2 separate regions of the Cricetulus griseus genome follow, and region 1 is linked to region 2. A link is a contact called in public Hi-C data. All regions are on one chromosome and are shown on one strand. Each heading gives the region's core, a stretch centred on a gene start, on an enhancer-like site or on the middle of the called end of the contact. The rest is flanking DNA. Distances are from core to core; before and after follow the strand shown. Region 1 has its middle 42 kb from the start of Emp1. Region 2 holds the start of Emp1 (epithelial membrane protein 1).

Region 1 (5,606 bases), core at 257-2,756, 43 kb before region 2:
GCTGGGGAGTTAGGAATGTTCCCAAGCTTTGGGCTTAAATAATCAATGAAGAGAAAAGGCTTACCATACACTAGAAATAGAGAACCCAGAAAGACTACAGATTTAAATTTAGATAATTGGGTCACTATAACAACCTAGAGCAGGACACGATCCCATGAACATTGTCTATTGAGAGTAATTGTACAAGGGAGGGAGAATAAGGTTTAGACACATTTTCCAAGTGAAACAACTGCTTAGTTAAGAAAGCAGATGTGTGGGCTGGAGAGATGGCGCAGCAGTTAAGAGCATGTACGGCTCTTGTAGAGGACCTGAGTTCAGTTCCCAACACCCACACTGAGTGGCTCACAGCTGCCAGTAACTCCAGCTCCAGGGGGAATCTGATGCCTCTGGCTTCTGAGGGCACCATCACACATGTGTGCATACATACACACACACACACACAAACACACACACACACACACACACACACAAAGCAGGGATAACATTGGGGATAGAGTGTTGAACATTCTGTGTCCAGGGGCAGTTAGGGAAAAGGAGCTGATTGGCTGCTGGGATGTGGGAACGGAGGGCAAGATGGAGGCAGGAGGGTTGCACTGCCCCAGAAGCCCCAGAAGTAGACTCCGCTGCTTGGCAACACCGATACTGCAGAGGAAGAATACAGAGCAAAAAGCAGGCACCAACCTTTCCACAATTCCTTGGCGACCTTTGCAGTGAAGCCTCTCCAGAACACAGACTGGCCCTGCTGACCTAGGGTGTGCAGCAATGGAAGGACAATGACATTGTGAGCAGAATGAGTAGCAGATAGTCCAGGAAGAATCAAGACGGTCAGAGGACAGCAGAAGTCTGGTAGGAGGAGAAATAAAATGAGCTGTTGGTTGAGATGAGGAGAGTGGGCAGGGCGTGGTGAGGTGTGTGTTTGCCATGAACACGGGAAGATGCTCCCCTGCTGGGGGAGATGAAGTCTTTGGAGATGGAGAAGGAAGGCGAGGTGCTGGTGTCAGCTGCAAGCCAATTGTTTCCTGTAAGGCCTCTCAAGTGTGAGCGGGAGACAGAGTGCTGGAAGAAAGTGCGAGAACAGGCTTTCCAGTACTCTCCTTTTGCTCAAGCTTAAGCTGGGAAAAAGAATGAGTTGCTGCCCTTGAGCAATTAGCTGTCTGCCAGAAAGAAGTGACATGGCCTCCTTAAATTGCCACATTAGTCCAGGAAACGGGGTGGGGGTGGGGGGGTGGAGAAAGAAGCTTCAGGAATGGGCAGGGAGCATTCCAGGATTGTGCACACAGCTGGCCCTAGCGGTGATCTGCCCCGGTGGTGCCCCCTCTTAGGGCTGTGGGAAGAGGAGCTTTCCTGTGTACACAGGTGGGGCAGGCCACAGTTCCAATCTCCAGCCCTGCCTCTGGCCCCGCCAAGCTGCTGGCAGCCTTCCCAGTGGGCTGACAACTCAGCTGCCTGGTCAGGCCTGAGCATCCTCACATTTACTCCCATGGCAATGTCACAAGGGCTTCCCCCGAGTATGATCTCATTCATTCTCAGGGTTCGGTGGAAGCATTGGCCTCCCTTTGAAGCCACCAATCAATCAAATGCCTTGGGTGAGATGATTTTGCAACCAAGTCACACTTAGGTCTTTGGTTTGAAAGCCAGATTCTTGCATGCACGTCACACTGTCTGCATCTGACTGTTCTGCTTTGGTGACGGGGGAGGTGGCGAGGCCTGAGGGATGCACTTTAGCCATGAAAACAGTGAACTGTGGGATTAGATAAAATGGAGAAACGATTGCATGGCAGAACCAGAGTGGCAAGAAGCCAGTGTTTGCCAGCAGCTGGCGCCACTTCCTGTGCCTGCTATGAGTCAGGAAGCCAAATCTATTTTTTTGGGGGGGTTTTCAAACATACATTTTTAACTTATTTTTTTAAGTGAATGTGTATGAATTAGGTTTTTCATTATCAACCACACTTCTGCTGGAAGAATAAGTGGTATCTATAAACAGCAGCAGCAGGCACTGTCACAGGCACTGTGTGTGTTGGGGACTGGGATGGAGACAGGAAAGAGAAATGTCTAAAACTATATTCGCCGATCTTGAGCAAACTTCATGTCTTGAATGAACAGGGAAACAGCCAGCTTCCTTCCGATTCACTGTGATCGCTGGCAGGCCCACCCCGAGGCAAAGGGCACTGACCAGACATGTGTCCTTGGCCAGGTCACCTCATCTCTTGGGCTTGGTTCTCCTTTCCTGGAAAAAAGATGTGGTTACTGCACTGGATGCTCCTGCAAGTCTGGCCACCTTGCATCATCTCCGAGTCTACCCTTTTTTTTTTTTAAATTACTTTTTGAGATTATAATTACATCATCCCTCCTTCCTTTTCCTCCCTCAAGGGTACATCATTCTTAAAACAAACAAACAAACAAACAGAAATTGCGGACGTAGCAAGAGCAATTTCTTCCTGGAAAAAACTCTTCTTCTAGAATGAAGAGGTCTGTGAAAGGATGCCATTTTCTCCAGGGTAGATTATGTTCTGTGGCATTTAACTAGCTGAATACTCAGGTAACTAGCTGGCTAACCAAATAACCAACGAGTCAACAATTAGCCAGCTAGCCTGACTAACTGGAACCTAAATACAGCCAGAGAGTTTAAAAAGAGCCGCTGCAAATATTCTCTTCCCATCTGACCATGGAAACTGGAAGTCCTCTGGAACCACAGCGTCTGGCAGACCCTGCTAGAAACCGCAGTAACTTCTGTAGCCATCTGCAATGCTCAGGAATGGTTACCAAACATGTGCTTAATCTTGGATGGCTGGACAGCAGCCCCGAGAGGCTTTGTGACACACACCTGTACCTGCTGAGCACTTCTCTGTTTGCAGGACAGTTTCACACAGCCCTGCCAAGTGTGGAGAGAAGCCCTGTGTGCACTTTCAGTCATGTGACTCATGACTCAGGCGCTTTCTGGCTCCTGCCTGTCACAGAGTATGGGAACCCGGGAGGAAAGGTGAGAACTGACTCTGCAGTGGTTCTCTGGGAGAGTCTAGGGTTGGGCAATGGTTTGTTGTTCTACAGGCTGCCCTGACCCTTTTTTATGTGAGTGCAATAAAGTTATCACAAGCACAGTATTGCTGCTTTCAGATGGTTCAGAGCTACTAAAATCAGGGGCCAAGGTGGGGATCTTTGTGAATGAAAAATCAGGTGTCAAGAAGAGGGTCTACATGAATGAAAAATCAGGGGCCCAGGTGGGGATCTACATGAATGACATAGGTTGGTGCCTGACCTCCCTACCAAGGAAAATATGTTTTGGGTTGAATCCACCCTGCCACGTTTAGCAGACTTGCTCCTTCTCTGCTAGACAGAGAGAAAAAAAATCATTACACAGCAGGAAGAATGTCTAAGTAATCTGGGGAGAATATGCTAATTCTGTCAATGTACAGCTGTCCTATCTTCCAAACTGGATTACACAAATTCCTTTATCTTTTATCTTTGCTAAAAAATTTATTCTTATCATCTTAAAATTATGTGTATGTGTGTCTGTCTGTGTGAAGGTAGTGCACATGAATACAGGTACCCTCTTAGGCCAGAGCTGCTATGTGCCAGGAACAGAAACCAGGTCCTTTGCAAGAGCAGCCAGTGCCTTTAACAGCTGAGCATCTCTCCAGCCCCAAGACTTCCTTCCCTTAGAGAGCCTCACCATTCAGCAGCTCCCTTCCATAGACCAGGTGGAGAACGCAGACACTCTGAGCTTTTCTCATGTGGACTGTCACCTTGAAAAGCCTTTGAGGGATGTATTTCAGAACATAGTGCTCTGGATTTCCCAGTGGGATGGATTCTCTTTAATGTGACTCAGATGTCACAAAAGGGCCATGAGTTTGGTTTGAATTCAAAAACATAGATTTGCTGCCTACCAGGCATTACACTCAACCTGCCTTTGATGTCTGAGCAAGAGCCTCCATTTTTTTTCCTCTGAAAATATGCAAAATGGGCCTTAAAATTTCTGAAGTCTACATGAAGACAAATAAATGTATCTGAAAGTGTCATGACAAGGTGTCACTGAAGAAGTGACCCACAAACACATGTTCATTGACTTTCAAGGATGGGCTTTAACTTGTTAGCTTGTTTCTTTCACCTTCCCTACCCTCTTCCTTCTTTGTTTTTTGTTTGCTTGTTGTTTTTAATTTTTTTTTTTTTGAGACAAGGTTTCTCTGTGTAACCCATCCTGGAACTTGCTCTGTAGACCAGGCTGTCCTTGAACTCAGAGATCTGCCCGTCTCTGTCTCCAGAGTGCTGGGATTAAAAGCATGTGCCACCATTGCCCCACTCTTTTTTAGACTTTTGATGACAAGGTCTTGCTATGTATTTCTGTCTGGTCTGACATTGGCTATGTAGCCCAAGTTGGTCTTGAACTGGTGGCCATACTCCCGTCTCAGCCTTCTGTGTGCTGGGGTTACAGGCATGTGCCACCAGGCCCAGATTATACCTTCTCTTCCTCCTTGTGTATTATTTTCTCACGTAGACCAAGCTGACCTTCAGCTCCTGATCCTCACAGCCTCCAACTCCAAAGTGCTGAGCAAACACACATGTACCACCAGGTCTGGCTTTTTAACTTTTTTTTTTGATAAGCCTTAGTGTGTTACTTAGTCCGCTGTATAAGTTTGGTAGCTTTCTTTGTTCAATGGCCATCTGGCCATCGGATTGAGGACAAGGAATCTAGAAAGGACTTAGGACCACTCTGTGGTCTGGGTAAAATCCTGGAAGACCCAGGATTAAAGTCTTCGGGGATGTGTAAGGGAATGAAGAAGACAGGGCCCCGTGTCTGTCTGTGTGGTGACCTGGGGAAGGCTGATCCACAGAATAAGAATATGGGGGAAACAGAAAACCGGGTGGGGGTGCTTGGTGCCCTCATGTGGAAGAAGAAGAATGGGAGCAATGACAGTGTTCTTTGTAATTTCACCTTTGAGCTGTCACCTGCCCCACCGCTGTATTTCAAGCCACCATTTCAGACCTTATCTGTGGGGGCGGGGTGGATTCTCTCCTCTGTCCAATCCTGGGTCACGCAAGATGGCAACAGTCATGCTTAAGTGAGTGCCAGAGTAGGGTGAAGTTGGCAGGAATTAAGAATTAGGTTTGGTAACAAAAACTCACCAGGACCAGAGCAGGCAAAGGGACAGTGTATTGAAATTCACAGCAAAAATGGGGTGGGTAGGTTCTCAGAGAAGGAATCTCGCTTCTGAAGGGACCTGGCATTTTTTGTGGAAGTAACTTGGTCTTATTGTCTTAGGACTCCTGTGTGGGCCCATGTCTGGGGGGACGAGCAGGCCTCTTACTGTCTTCCATAGTAAATTTTGCAGTGCGTATTGTCTATCCTGAGACAGGCCGTTTGTGCAAGGCACCGTGAGTCATTAGTGTTGTAAAGGAATGTAGGTCAGCGCAGTGGGCCGGAGGAAAGAGCTGATAGAAAATTGCTCTTCAGAATGGGCTTCACTTGGGCAGAGTCTCGTGACCATGGAGGGAGGTGGGCAGGACTGGGAGAACAGTTGGAGTTAGAGCATCATGCCAAAGACACTGCATGTCAGAGCCTTGAAGAGAGAGAGAGAGAGAGAGAGAGAGAGAGAGAGAGAGAGAGAGAG
Region 2 (5,730 bases), core at 1,365-3,864:
CTCCCTCCATGCACAGGCCCCAGGTTTCTCTTTTTAAAAATGCAGCCAGAACACTTTCTCCTCAGTGTGTTCAGGACTTGACTCCTGGAACCCAGCTCTCCTTTACACTCTGCTGAGGAAATAGAGAGTCTCAAACTGGCAGAAGGCATGAAGTTAGGGAAACAGCCTGACAGCTCAGAGGGTTGGCGGGGGCTCCACCAGTCTCCTCTCCCTCCCCCAGGGTTGGTCTGTGCAGCTCTCAGGGGACCCTGCCCACTGCTGGGAGTGGCTTCTTCCAGACAAGCATTTTTTTTTTTAATCAAATTGGTGATGGTAGAGGTGGGAGGTGAGGAAAAACATGAGAAACTGATGTGATTTTTGTCACGTCATCATTTTTTAATGAAAAATCTAGACAGTTTTACCTTTACAAGGGTAGAATTCCATTCTTAGGGATTTGTGAAGAAGGAAGTAATCAGTGTGTGTGTGTGTGTGTGTGTGTGAGTGTGTGTGAGTGTGTGTGAGTGTGTGTGAGTGTGTGTGTGTGTGTGTGTGAGTGTGTGTGTGTGTGTGTGTGTGAGTGTGTGTGTGTGTGTGTGTGTGTGTGTGTGTGTGTGTGTGTGTGAGTGTGTGTGTGAGTGTGTGAGTGTGTGTGTGAGTGTGTGAGTGTGTGTGTGTGTGAGTGTGTGTGTGTGTGTGAGTGTGTGTGTGTGTGTGAGTGTGTGTGTGTGTGTGTGAGTGTGTGTGTGAGTGTGTGTGTGTGAGTGTGTGTGTGTGAGTGTGTGTGTGAGTGTGTGTGTGTGAGTGTGTGTGTGTGAGTGTGTGTGTGTGTGTGTGTGTGAGTGTGTGTGTGTGTGTGTGTGAGTGTGTGTGTGTGAGTGTGTGTGTGCTTTCCTCAATCATGCACTTAAAAAATATTCTCTTTTCTAGAAGAAGATTTGGAGAAATACAGACGTGAGACCAAGCACACTGAAATTTCCTTACAGCTTTTACCACCTAACTTTGTCAAGATTCTGCTGGCTGTCTGCTGCCCATCCCTTTCTCTCTTTCTATGGAATTTAAGTTCCAAGAGGGTAGGAATCCAGTCCACTTCTCTAACCCAGTTCTTAGCAGGGCCCCAGGAAGGCTGCTCCATAGTAAATATTGGTTGGATGAATGAACAGGTAAGAAGGGGCATGCAATGGATTGGAAGATTTCAGGGTTTCAGAAGAGCAGCAACAGGGTTCCCCGGGTCTGGTGGCTGCAGCAATTTCTCTACTTCCTGAGGAGTCACTTCTCCTATTTAGGTATGTCTTCAGGGAAGTAATCATTGTAGCTAATATTGAATGACTACTGTGCACACCCTTGTATCATTAATTAATTAATTAATTAATTAATTCACTTGTTGTCTCATGTATCCCAGGCTGGCCTCAAACTCACCTGAAGCTGTGATTCCCTTTCCACCACCAACCAATTGCTGGTATTTTAGGTGTCATTCTGTCTACAAACGTTTATTTTTATTTTAGCTTCTCTCTCTCTTTTGAGATAGTCTCATTCAGTAGCCCAAGCTGGCTTGGAACTCATTATGTAGCCCAAGATGACCCTGAACTCGAAGTAACCCTCCTGCCTCTGCCTCTCAAATGTTGAGATTTCAGGCATGATCCACCACAACTTGTTGATGCATGTATTTCTGGCCATATGTGTGCACTAGGTTCCTACTGCTCCCACTACATGCACAAGGAAGCAGGAAGGCAAAGTTTAAGTACTTGGCCCAAAGCCACACTGCTAGTAAGGAGAGCTGGGATTAGATGTAGGCACCCAGGATTTGAACCTCTTGGGTGAGGTGGTCAGAGCTGTGGGATTAGAGGCCTCTGTAGACCCCTTCCCCTACTCTGTTGAAAGAGAAATGGTGCAGGCAGGAAGCTCTGATGATCAGGTCCCTGTTTGGCTTCACAAAGGCCACCCGTGGAACAAGGTCCAAATGGTTATTGCATCAAGATGGGAGTGCAAAGTCCTTAATTCGAAGACTTCCTCCAGCAATGCGTACAATCTATAAGGGCAAGAGAGCGTAATTAAAGACCCAGGATTGCGTGCTGTCAATCAGCGCCCCAGCATCCAGAGCTTGCTGGGGTGCTGTTCTACGTCATGTCGGTGGGCCTCTTCCCACTGCCTCCCACAGGTCAGGGCGAGAGGGTCAGGCAGGGAAGCCAATGAGAAATGCACGGGATAATTCCTGGTGACGAGCGGTTGCTGGCATGTGTGATGGGGGACGAAGAAGGGAATCCTGTCTGACGATTAGCTGGGGTTTTAACGAACACAGGGCTGTCCCTACCCCCGCCCCTTCTCCTCGTGACCCTAACCTGTGTTTTGCTATGTCCGTGGCAACCAAGTCTCCTTTCTGGGGAGCAGAAATGGGCTTCAGTAAACAGATCTATTTGTGTGACTCCTATTACTCATTGGAAGCAATGTCACTCCTTTTTTTCCACTGTGGTCTCTGTGTCTGACTCAGAGGGAGCTTCAACAGGGTTCTTTGAATTGATGGCTCACTCCCAGCCGCTTCTGACTGACTGCCAACTTAGCAGGGCGTAGCTCACCAACTTTTTTTTTTTTTTTAATCCAGACTGATTCATAGAAACTCCTTTAAAACAGAGGGAAAAGAAACCGCCCATCACACACCCCAGCACACCAGCCCAGGAAACTTATAACCTCGGGAGGCAGGTCCCTCCCCTCACTGTGGCTACATACCTCCCGAAGAGCGGACCGGACCAGCAGCCTCTCCACCACCACTCAGGGCATCCGCCTCAGTCGCCTGACACTCCAGGTAGGACCGCTCCCACACTGGGGAAACTCTGCAGGCCCGGCTCCGTCCTTTCCCTGGCTAAGGGCTGTGAAGCCGTTTGTTCTCTTAGTTTCTCTGCTAGCCTTCTACAGCTTTCAAAGAACAGAGTCCTTGAAACTTCCAGCTCAAAGTAGTGAGGGAAGCTGGGTCATCACGTTCTCTTGCTGCTATCTGGATTCTTGCTCTGAGGATGTGGAAGGGACAGGGACTTTGGAACAACCTGAGTGCAATGTTCTTCGTGGAGGAAACTCTACGTGCTTTCAAAATGCACGAAAAGCAAGCTTGAAAGATGTCCCCAGACCTTCCATTTTGCTTTAAATTGCTTTGAGGTGAAATTTAGAAGGATGGTGTCTTATGAGTACACTTTACTCTCCCTTTTTTTTTCCTTTTTCTTTCAACGAAGGTTAGATGCAATAGGTAATCTCTGAAAAGCAAGTTTCCTTTGCTTTGTAGGTTGTTTGTTAGTGTTTTAGGCGTTGGGGTGGTTTTGGATAAATACCTGGGTTTCAGTTAGTTTTTGCTATTGCATTTTTACCGCCCCTTCTTGTCTGTTCGTGTCTGTTTAAGTATTTTATTTCTTCCTTTCTCCCCCGCACCCCCACCCCTCCAACAGGATGGGAAGAGGGGATTGGTTTGTTTAAAGAAAAACCGTTAGGGAAACAGAGGCAAAGGGTGTTTCAAATAAAACTTGGGAGGGGTTGATTTTGGTGGGACGGGAAGGCTGGCGTGGATTCCGGAACCCTTGGCCAGATGTGGAGGCAGGGGAAGAAGGCAGCTCGGGAGAGGGTGGGGCTGGGCGACTTCTGGCATTCCTGTAAAGCCGTTGAATGGCTTTGGCTTCCACCCCAGCCAGCTGCGTTTCAGAGCCAACTACAAAGATTTATCAGAATCGGTTAAAGAATTTTCTGAGTGGACGTGGAATTTTCCAGCAGTGGTCGTATGGGGGTATCTAGCTTATTACTTTTGCCCCAAATACTGCCTAACTACAAACCCACGTGCTAAACGCAAAATGAACCAAGGCACCCGGCTCTGTTTGCTTTTGTTTTTATTAGCTTTTTTGAATGTCTGTGGAGGTGTGGTTCATTTCAACACAGATGTGGGTTTTTTTTTTCCCCTCTCTCGTAAACAAGAGTGAGGAGAGTGACAGGATTCAGCTTGCCTGTGAAGCGCGGCGCCTTTTTCTTCAGAAGCGCAGGTCGCTGGTTGGAAGAGAGAATTTAAAAGAAACCAGTCTGTGTGCATGAGTGGCCAAAAGTCTTTGTATAGCTCCCCCTCCCCCCCAAGGTGGGAGTGATGAGTGAGCGCCAGGACGGCTTCTCAAGACCTGGGGAACAACCGCTTTTGCTTCCAACGTTTATTACTTCCAGACTGCATGGGTGTGAACGAGGGAAGCCGTTGTTCAGTCCGAAGCCGCAGTTTCCTGTGAAGATTGAACACGGTTGTGTGTAGCTCTGATCTGGTGGAAACTGGGCAGCCCTGACTGGATAAGTCGGCAAAAGAGAAGAGAGAGAGAGAGAGAGAGTGTGTGTGTGTGTGTGTGTGTGTGTGTGTGTGTGTGTGTGTGTTAAACGGCCACCAAACGGACGGCCTCTGGAGCTGTCTTAAATCCCATTGTCCCTTGATAAATGAGAATATAATGCTTTGTGCCCCCACCCCCACCCCAGTGGAGTTGGAGTACGATTTCGTTAAAAAAAAAAAAAAATCTCTGCTTGAACTCCTGCTGTTTTCCCTCCAAGTAGTGGGAGAGTCCCTGGGCGGTGAGCTTTTCTAGGCTCTAAGTCTTGGGCCATCCTGGAAAGGAGGCTGTTGACAACCCCCACCCTGCTCCCCTCCCCCGCCTCCCCCTCCCACCCGCCCGGGCTTCCCACCCTCAGGCGGCTCCAGTTTCACCCAGCGCCTGCAGAACAGGGCGGAGGCAAAGCCCTGTCCGGGGCTGCTGGACATCCGGTCTGGCGCCCCCGTCGGAGAGCCCCCAGATTTTACATTGCTCCAGGCTACTAAACTGTCCCGGGAGTTGGCAGAAGGCCATCAAGGTCCAGCTGGATCAGATCATGTCCTAAGACGCTTGTAATGGCCAGAAGTCAGGGGCAGCCCGCTGCCAGACTACAGGCCTCTGTCCCCAGACCTTGAGAAAGGTTGGCTGGCTTCCTCACCCGCCTTTGCTCTCCTCTGGAGACAAGATTAGGCCAGTCTCCAGCCCCGAGGAAGGACTCCATGGAGGCTGGCGGGAATGCAGGGCCTCTTGCCTGTTTCTAGGTGGCTTTGGGAAGGCGCTTTGGGAAGCCGAGCACATTTCCGTGGAGGCAAAACTGACTTTCTGAAGCCTCCACGGGACTGGAAGGGGTCCCCACCTGGGATGTGGCCAAGGGAAATGACACAAGATGACTTAGATCCATTCCTTTCTATTCTTCATTGCTTTCATAGAATCTTAAATTTGGAAGTTAAGCATGGTAGTTCACACCTGTAATCCAAGGACTCAGGGAGCTGAGGCAGGAGATTTGCTAAGGGTTCAAAGCCAATCCGGGGCCAACCTGAGTACATAGTGAAACTTTGTCTCAAAAACAAAACAACAGAAACGGGAAGGCAATCTCATTCTCTTACTGTATGCAGAAATCTAACTTTTACGTCATCATGGCCCATGGCTTGTAGCTCCCCAGGACACCACAGAGGGGGCATGCAGAGCGTACGTGCCTGATAGTGTACACCAACACCCACCCTTCTCTGCTGGACAGCAAATCACATCCCACAGAGTTTCTGAAACTCAGCACAAATGGCTTCCCTGAAAGTTCTTGTTTTTTGAGCCTGAAATGACCCAGGGTGGGGGAAAATTTTTTTTTTTCAACTCTAGTTTTGTCGCTGCCCCACCCAATGAGCCACACTCCTGTTCCTCTGGATACTTCATCTTTATTTAATGTTTAATTAGTCTGACTTGGTGG

What was found. A called contact is a pair of places that touch in the nucleus more often than the background predicts.
Region 1: a Hi-C map of liver shows a contact between it and region 2, with 1.7 times the contacts expected there. The contact joins the enhancer-like site here to the promoter of Emp1 in region 2. A contact is called at or near these places in 2 of 8 Hi-C or Micro-C datasets (the CHL-YN cell line and liver).

The regions. Positions count from the first base shown.
Region 1 is chr8:13,628,466-13,634,071 of CriGri-PICRH-1.0, reverse strand. No RefSeq gene overlaps it. Among named protein-coding and RNA genes, the nearest start is that of Emp1, 42 kb to the right of the region's middle. Within about 2 kb of position 1,506, at least 3 of the 6 cell types and tissues checked have open chromatin away from gene starts, as enhancers often do.
Region 2 is chr8:13,586,061-13,591,790 of CriGri-PICRH-1.0, reverse strand. Emp1 (epithelial membrane protein 1) reads left to right here and starts at 2,614. Exons shown (of 5, transcript XM_027429899.1): 1 at 2,614-2,776.